Regions from separate parts of the Sus scrofa genome. Here region 1 is linked to region 2. Evidence: chromatin contacts called from public HiChIP or PLAC-seq data. All regions are on one chromosome and are shown on one strand. The core of a region is the stretch at or near the end of the contact, and the rest is flanking DNA. Distances in the headings are between cores, read along the strand shown.

Region 1 (3,926 bases), core at 183-2,682, 37 kb after region 2:
TATGGTTATATGTTTATATATGCCTTCCTCTCATCTAAATTCTTTATCTATTGGAGTTCCCGCTATGACATATCAGGTTAAGGATCTGGCATTGTCTCTGCAGCAGCTCAGGTTACTGAGATGCGGATTCAATCCCTGGCCCAGTGCAGTCGATTAAGCATCTGATGTTGCTGCAGCTGTGGCATAGGTTGCAACTGCAGCTCAGATTTGATCCTTACCCAGGGAACATCCATATGCCATAGGTGAGGCAAAAAAAAAAAATCCATGTCTCTTTTTTTCCATTATTGTACTCCCAGTGCTCAACAATAAATATTTGTTGATGGAATGATTGAATGAATGAATAACCTTGCGCTGTCTTGTTTATGACTGGTTAGCAATCTAGTTGTCTGATAGCTTGCCCAGTGCATTCTCTTTTGACTAGTTTTTTTGTTTTTATTCTGTAATGTAGATCATACGGTAGAATACTGAATCTGGTTTGTTTGATGCTAGTAATGTAGAGGGCACCTTTCAGTAGTCTTTATTTCAAATGAGGTGAATAGTTTGTGGTGAAATAAGCTGGCTAAACTGCCTACCTGGCTGCTGAATGATGCTTTTGCCACTTACATTAGAATAGTGTGATCTGCTTACCAGATAAGATCTTTGGCATGAGTATTTTCATAAGATATGCCATTGCCTGGTCTTAACTAGTAATGCTATATGAGTTGTCCTGGGTCATTCAATTCAATTCACTGGTAATTGTGTGCCTAGTATTTCCTCAACAGTGTTTTAGGTACTTTAAATACTACAGAGAACAAAAAGGAATCTCGTCCTCTTTAAACATTGTACAGATGGATAGCAATTAAACAATGAGCATATAAAAAGGAAATCTGATAGTATGTTAGCAGGCAATAATGCTATGGACAAGAGGAAAAGATAGAGCAGGGAAGGGGAATGGGGAGTGTGAGAGATACAATTTTATTTTATTTATCTTTTTTGCGTGTGTCTTTTTAGGACTGTATCCACGGCATATGGAGGTTCCCAGGCTAGGGGTCCAATCGGAGCTATAGCCGTGTCTGCCACCTGCACCACAGCTCACGGCAATGCCGGATCCTCAACCCACTGAGTGAGGGCAGGGATTGAAGCCACAACCTCATGGTTCCTAGTCGAATTCGTTAACCACTGAGCCACGACGGGAACTCCTTTTTTTTTTTTTTTTGAGACATACAATTTTAAATGGGGTGGTAAGGATAGCTCTTATCCTTAGAAGGTGAATTTTGAGCAAAAATTTGAAGAAGTAGAAGAATTGGACTTGTGCTTATCTGGGGGAAAAGCATTCCAGGCAGAAGGAACAGCTAATGCAAAGGTCCTGAGGCAGAAGACTGCATGCTATGTTGGAATTGCAGCAAGGCGGGGCTCTCTGGATGGAGTAAGGAAGCTAGTGTAGAGCCAAGTGAGAGCAAAGAGAGAAGTAGAAGTGAGAGAGCTGATTGGAGACAGGGTATTGGATTACGTAGGGCTTTATCTGCCCTGGAGGGATTTTTGTCTTAAGTGAAATGAGAAGGCTTTTGACAAGGAATAACATGATCCGTTTTTCATTTTTACAGAATCACTGGTGTTTTCAGAATAGGCTGTAGTGAGTCCCAAGGATCATTGGATGTATTTCAGAAGTGTGTGGTTACAAATTGTCCATCCCTGTGATTGTTTTAAAGTACTTTGTTTAAATATGGAAAATTTTTTTGCCCTTTTGATGATTGATTTATAAAATATGGATGATGGTATAGAGACAACAAGCTGTAGATAGAGATTTTTTCTACATAGGTTCTTTCTGATTGTGTTATGCTTTTTAGGGGGAAAAAAGGCAGTAAGGTAGGAGTTTTGACAATTGTTACCCAAGAAGCACTTAATAAATGAAGCTCTAAATAGGGTGCTGTCTAGAGTACTGAAAACCCTTGTAGTACTGCCTTTTTTCTGGTACAGTACATTTTACTTTGAGAAATGATTTATGCTCTTTATAGTATGTTTAATTTAATTTAATTTTTTTTTTTGTCTTTTGTCCTTTTTTTTTAGGGCCGCACCTGCAGCATGTGGAGGTTCCCAGGCTAGGGGTCTAATTGGAGCCACAGCTGCCGGCCTACACCTGAGCCACAGCAATCCAGGATCCAAGCCGTGTCTGAGACCTACACCACAGCTCATAGCAACACCGGATCCTTAATCCACTGAGCAAGGCCAGGGAATCCAATCCGAAACCTCATGGTTCCTAGTCGGATTCGTTTCTGCTGTGCCACGATGGGAACTCCAGTTTATTTAATTTTAAGGGAGACCGTATTCACAAGAAAAGTGAAAAACAAGATTTATATCATCAGGAGTTCCCACTGTGGCGCAGTGGGTTAAGGATCTCACCTTGTCTCTAGTGGTGCAGGTTCCATCCCCAGCCTGATGCAGTGGGTTAAGGATCTCATGCTGCCACAGCTGTAGCTCCGATTCAGTCCCTGGCCCGAGAACTTCCATGTGCTCTGGGTGTGACCAAAAAAAGAAAAACGAAAAGATTTGCATTGTCAGGCTATGAAATCATCTTTTCAGCCTTCAGCCTAATAAAGTCCTACCTACTTAATTCCTTTTTAACGATGGGGGAACTAGGTAGCTTCCCAACTGTTGATCAGATTTGATTATTTGAGATGTTATGAACCCTGACAAATAGGCATGTCTTTACTAAAATGGAATTACTTTCTAGAGACTAATATGGGGCTATCTATTAATGTTTCCTTTGGGGACTGGCTTATTTAAAATACGTACACATCTACATTTTCCTCCCACCCCCTGTTCACTACTTTTAAAAGTTGCTATGTCTTTCATAAGCATTCAGTAACTTTGCATGACACTTGCTTTTGTCCACTGTTGCAAGATTTATTTTGAAAAACGTTTCCTTTTCATATGTGATGAGTTGGAATTTGACAATTGACTGCCATAGATTGGTCTTTGGGCTTTGTGGATACAACATATAGTGATTAGGTTAGTTCCTGCAAGACAGATCTGCCGTGAACAATGTGGTTCAGTTGATTTAATTGGAGGCTAGCAGCAATGCTTGATAGTTATTACTGTATAGACTGATTAATCTTACATGCTTACATAATGTCTTGACAGTCTCTCTGTACGTCTGGAAGTCTTACTGATAGAATAGTTGTGGTCTCTGATTTAGAGGGGATTTGAAGGGAATCACACAGTGGTGGACTGTTCTAACTGTAAGCATGCTCTCTCTCAGGCTGTGCAATCAGTGGTCTTCTGGCCGTATAAGATTTCTTAAGTTACTGGGCATAAAACTTAGAATTGAAAGTACTGTGTTTGCTTTGGTGATACTGCTTAAAACCTTTGTGAATGAGCACAGACATTAGAGAGTTAAGATTTTTTTGTTTTATTTCAAGATGGATTAAGATAGATATTTAGGTAGGAATCATCCAGAGCAATGTTTCCTTTGTTTACCTTTTCCCCTTAAAAATCATTTTGAGGAATTCCTGTCATGGCTCATGATGAATCTGAGTAGCATCCATGAGGATGCAGGTTCAATCCCTGGCCTGTCTTAGTGGGTTAAGGATTTGGCATTGCCGTGAACTGTAGTGTAGGTGGCAGACTCGTCTTGGATCCTGCATTGCTGTGGCTGTGGCACAGGCCAGGGGCTACAGCTCCAATTTATTCCCTAGTCTGGGAACTTCCATGTGCCGCCAATGCAGCCCTAAAAATAAATAAATAAATAAATAAATAAATAAATAAATAAAATAATTTTGAGAGTTTAGAGGATAATCCTTTTACTATTCATTGTCATAAAATATATTTGTGAAGTAGTCTTAGAAAACAAAATTGGATTCCCTCTTCCTTAACCTGAGCCTCGCAAATTGTCTTAATTGGTATTACGGATATGGTAACCATTATCCCAGATTTTCTGTGGGGAAGCC
Region 2 (4,292 bases), core at 1,746-4,245:
CACCTGGCTCCCGCCGGGCCGGGCGCTGGTCTCGGACGCAGCTCCGGCCGGGCTGGCGACGCTGTGGACGCGGACGCCGGCGGTTCCCGAGCCGTTGCGGCGGAGCCCGCGGGCGTTCGGGCGGGCGGGGGACCGGAGTGGGGCCGAGGAAGGGGCCCCGGCGGCTGAGCCGGGGGCGGGGAGCGGGGGCTCTGGGCCGCGCCGGCCCCTTCTCTGGGTCACCCAGCCGCACCTCTTGAGTACTTTTGACTGAAGGCCTGCTGGAGGCCAGGCCTCGCGGCCCGCACTTCACGTCCAAGTCATCCACTAAAGTCTCCCGACGACCCTGTGGGGACAGAAGACTCGGGGGAAGACGGGAGGCTAGAGGGTCACCGAGGTCTCCAACGCCACCTTTCAGACCCACCAGCCTGGCTCCTCCTATTGAAGGCCACTCAAAGCCCAGGTTTCCTGCTCTGCCCCACATCCCCGGACCTTCAATCTCCTTCTGAAGCTCAGTCCCTGTCACTGTCTCTCACTCTGTCTTGTAGTCCTGCTTGGCCCAGGTGCAAGTTTACCGTATTAATTGGATTACAGTATTAATGGATTAATGTCTAATATATTTATTATTTGCCTTACTTCTCGTTTTTGTAATTTGTCTCATCCCCATAACGGCAAGGATTTTTCTCTCTTTCATTGACTGTTGTATTATTAGTGCACAAAGCAATGAGGTAGATAAAGTGCTCAATAAATTTGTGTTGAATAATTGACTGGTTGCCCTGCTGTTAACTGTAAGCTCCATGTAGGCAACTGTCTGCTTTTTAAGTACCTTTCCAGGAGTTCCAGCTGTGGCTCAGCAGAAACAAATCTAGTATCCATGAGGATGTGGGTTCCAACCCTGGCCTCACTCAGTGGGTTGGGGATCTGGCGGTGCCATGAGCTGTTGTGTAGGATGACAGCTGTAGCTCGATTCCACCCCCTAGCCTGGGAACATTCATATGCCATGGGTGCGGCCCTAAAAAAAAAAAAAAAAAAAAAAAAAGGCTTCAATAAATAAATACCTTTCCAACGGAAGTGCCTGGTACCCAGTAGGCACTCAAAATGTATTTGCTGAATGACTGAATTTCTTAACTTTACTCTCTTGGTCACTCTCATCATTCCAATTTGTTGAATAAATATACGAGTTTCTCAGATTTCCCGCTGTGGCACAACAGGATGGGTGGTGTCTCTGGAGAACCAGGACGCAGGTTCCATCCCCAGTGGCACAGTGGGTTAAAGGATCTCGTTTTGCTGCAGCTGCGGTGTAAGTCACAACTGCAGCTGGATCTGGTCAGGGAACTCCATATGTTCCAGGGCAGCCAAAAAGAAAAAAAAAAAAAAAAGTTTGAGACCTGATTAAAACAAAAATAAGGTAGATGGAAGTTGTCAGGAGGGTATATATGAAAGTTCTTGTAAATGCTTGACTCTAGAAATACAACAATAAAAATGTCAAACAGAGACAGTATAATATATAAACATGAGTTTCTTAAAAGGCCAACTTCCCCCACGTTTCCTCCCTTGTACCCATGCACGCATCACCTTGGTTCCCCACTCCCACCCTTCATTTCTTTACAGTTGCATTTTTGCTCTCATTTCCTCCTTCAACTCGCATTACTTCTTAGAAAGCTTGGAACATTTTTAAGCAACATGTCTTCACAGGCAAGAGAACCTGAGCCAAACCATGTTGAATCCAAAGAAAGCTTTCTACAAATCACTCATGACCCTGGTTTTGGGCTTAGTTTTATTTTTCCTTGAGGAGAACTGAGGATCCTGCTCTGCTTCTTAAATTGAGACCATGTCATTATTCATAATTTATTCAACAAATATTTATGGGGGAACTTTTACGTTCTAGGCACTGTGCTAAATGTTGGGGCAAGACAGACAAAGTCTGAGCACTCCAAGGATGCATATAACACAAAAGAGAATAATCATGGTTAGTGGCTTGAACCCAGTTATTTCTAAAAAGAAATGACTAAGAATAGATAGGGTCCAATTCTCCTGCTTATTGTAACAAGGTTTAGCATAGGAATAGGCCAACAGTAGGGGAAGTTATGGGATTATAATCCTCTGCCCATTCACATTTATTATTGTGTTTAGCTTTAAGTAGGGAATGTAGGGCAGGAATTCTCTTTTGCATAAACTGGAACCAAAGTCTAGGAAAGGTCAATTGACTTGCCTAACCGGACACTGCCAGAAGACCACTCTGCACTGTTCTTACTCTGAGAGGCACGATTTAAATGTTTACAATCCTCTTCCCTGGAAAACTCTTCAAGGTAAGAGTCAGTTTCAAACCTTCAGAGTAATGGTGTTAAAAATTCTTTTCAAACGGAGATACCAGGGACTTATCTGAATTACTTGGGGCATATTGTAAAAAGGCACATTCCTGGTGCCCATCGCGGACCTATCCAATTAAACTCGTTGTGGATCCATAGACTCTTCATTTTTAAACTCCCAAGGTGATTCCTCCGCACATAGAAAGTTGAGAACTACTAGTAGAGTTTGGGTGGAAAACCTCAAACTTAATGCAGGGCTAATATTTACCTTTGGGGCAGATTTCGTCAGAATTCCGAAGAGTAAGCCATATGTCCTTGAGCAGATGAGACTGCAACGGCTTTCTGGCCAGAACCTCTTTTTTATGCAATATTTCTTGGAAATTGGAGGTTCCGCTAAGCGGGTGCTCGGCTGCTGTGGTAGTTCAAAGATCCTTTGGCTCTTTCCCGACACCCTATTAGTCACTGTCGCTTTCCACCGGGGAACTAGGCATTTGCCCCGCCGACCACGGTGGGGCGCACGCGGCAAATGTTCGCCGCTTGACCACCTCTTGCCTGGGTCCGCCTTCGCGCCCTCAAGAAGAGCAGTTCCCGGGAGTTCCTGCCTCTGGTGACCAGCTGTTGCTCTCTTCTCGCGAGAATTGCTCCTCCCGTCCTCTCCCCTCAGCAACCCCCGCCCACAGGCAGGTTCCATATTGGGTAAAATCTCGGCTCGCGGAGAGTCCCGGGAGCTGTTCTCGCGAGAGTAAGGCAGGAGGCTTCTGTTCGCTGGCTCTGGAACGGCGACCACTGGAACCTCTGCGGGCGCTGCAGCTGGAGCGGTAGTCCCGCGGCGCAAACCGGAGTCGGCCTGGACTGAAGCGGGTGCAGGGAGAGTGTGGTGGGCGCAGCTTTGAGCCCTGGAGCGCGCCCCTGCCCATAGCAGGGCTCGCCCCAGTCGCCGAGGCGCGTCCAGCTGCTGCGGCTGACAGGGGCCGCGCGCGCGGGAGTTGTCAGGGTCGCGGCAGCCGCACCTGCGCGGGTGGCCAGCTCTAGGTCCCCGCAGGGTCCGGCGGACGCCGAGGTCCGAGGAGCGGGTGCGGGCGCAGGCGGGGCCCCGCAGGGCCACCTCCTCGCCCCGCGGCCGCCGCTGGAAGATGTCTCAGGAGAGGCCCACGTTCTACCGGCAGGAGCTGAACAAGACAATCTGGGAGGTACCCGAGCGTTACCAGAACCTGTCCCCGGTGGGCTCCGGCGCCTATGGCTCCGTGTGGTAAGTGTCACTGGGCCTGGGGCCTTGGTGGGCTGGGTAGCCCTTCATGCCCCAGAGCCAGGCCTGCCCCCACGGCTCAGCAATGCACCAAGCGGCAGGAATTTTCCCTGGGGGGAAGCCATCCCTGCCCCTTTGATCCCTGTCCTGGACTCCCTGTACCCTTGGGACCCCTCACTCAGCACACCCGCGTAGGTAGTCAGCTGTGTGTAGGACGAGGTCCGCAGTGAGTACCCGGTGGTGTTGGGAGCCCGGCGCTGGCTCGCACCCTGCGCGTTCCCTTGTCGGGGGTGGGGTGGGGTGGTTGCTGCTCTGGGGGCAGGAACAGGGGGGCCCTCTTTGGCGGTCTCCCTGCTGTCATCGAACAGAGGGGCTCTCCCGAGGGGCGCCCACTGTGGGCGCCGTAGCTTGCCCTTGGATCAGACAAGCCCGGGAGCTGCCGGGAGGAACAGAAGGGCAAAGCTCGCCAGGGAGACTGCGGTCATCTGAACAAAACTGAGGACGAAGGACGTACCGTCCCGGCTTTTTTTGCAAACCTTTGTCGAAATCCCATTTGGAGAAGCGTTCTTTTTGAATTCGCACTTGAATTAGCAGCTATCCACAGAGCTTAAAATACCGACTTTATCGCGGTGAGCACGGTGCCAACTTGAGTGGTGTGTTTCCGATTCAGTTGAAAGCGTATTTCCTTTTCGCAGAGTTGGGGGTGGGTGGTAGTGCCTGCAAACACCCTGCAGCTTGAGAAGCTGGCGGCTTCACTG

What was found. HiChIP or PLAC-seq counts read pairs in DNA pulled down with a chosen protein or histone mark.
Region 1: a contact with region 2 is called in an H3K27ac HiChIP or PLAC-seq map of alveolar macrophages. The contact joins the enhancer-like site here to the promoter of SLC26A8 in region 2. A contact is called at or near these places in 9 of 47 Hi-C or Micro-C datasets (embryonic fibroblasts, fibroblasts, liver and 3 more) and 1 of 2 datasets of contacts at active chromatin or transcription factors (alveolar macrophages).

The regions. Positions count from the first base shown.
Region 1 is chr7:31,827,644-31,831,569 of Sscrofa11.1, forward strand. The region is part of intron 3 of MAPK14 (mitogen-activated protein kinase 14); the gene reads left to right. Among named protein-coding and RNA genes, the nearest start is that of SLC26A8, 38 kb to the left of the region's middle. Within about 2 kb of position 1,433, at least 1 of the 83 cell types and tissues checked has an H3K27ac peak or open chromatin away from gene starts, as enhancers often do. A contact at or near this core is called in alveolar macrophages, where this site is marked.
Region 2 is chr7:31,788,625-31,792,916 of Sscrofa11.1, forward strand. SLC26A8 (testis anion transporter 1) reads right to left here and starts at 2,996. Exons shown (of 21, transcript XM_003356617.4): 1 at 2,557-2,996; 2 at 4-325. The coding sequence starts at 2,979. MAPK14 (mitogen-activated protein kinase 14) reads left to right here and starts at 2,774. Exons shown (of 12, transcript XM_003356615.4): 1 at 2,774-3,537. The coding sequence starts at 3,422.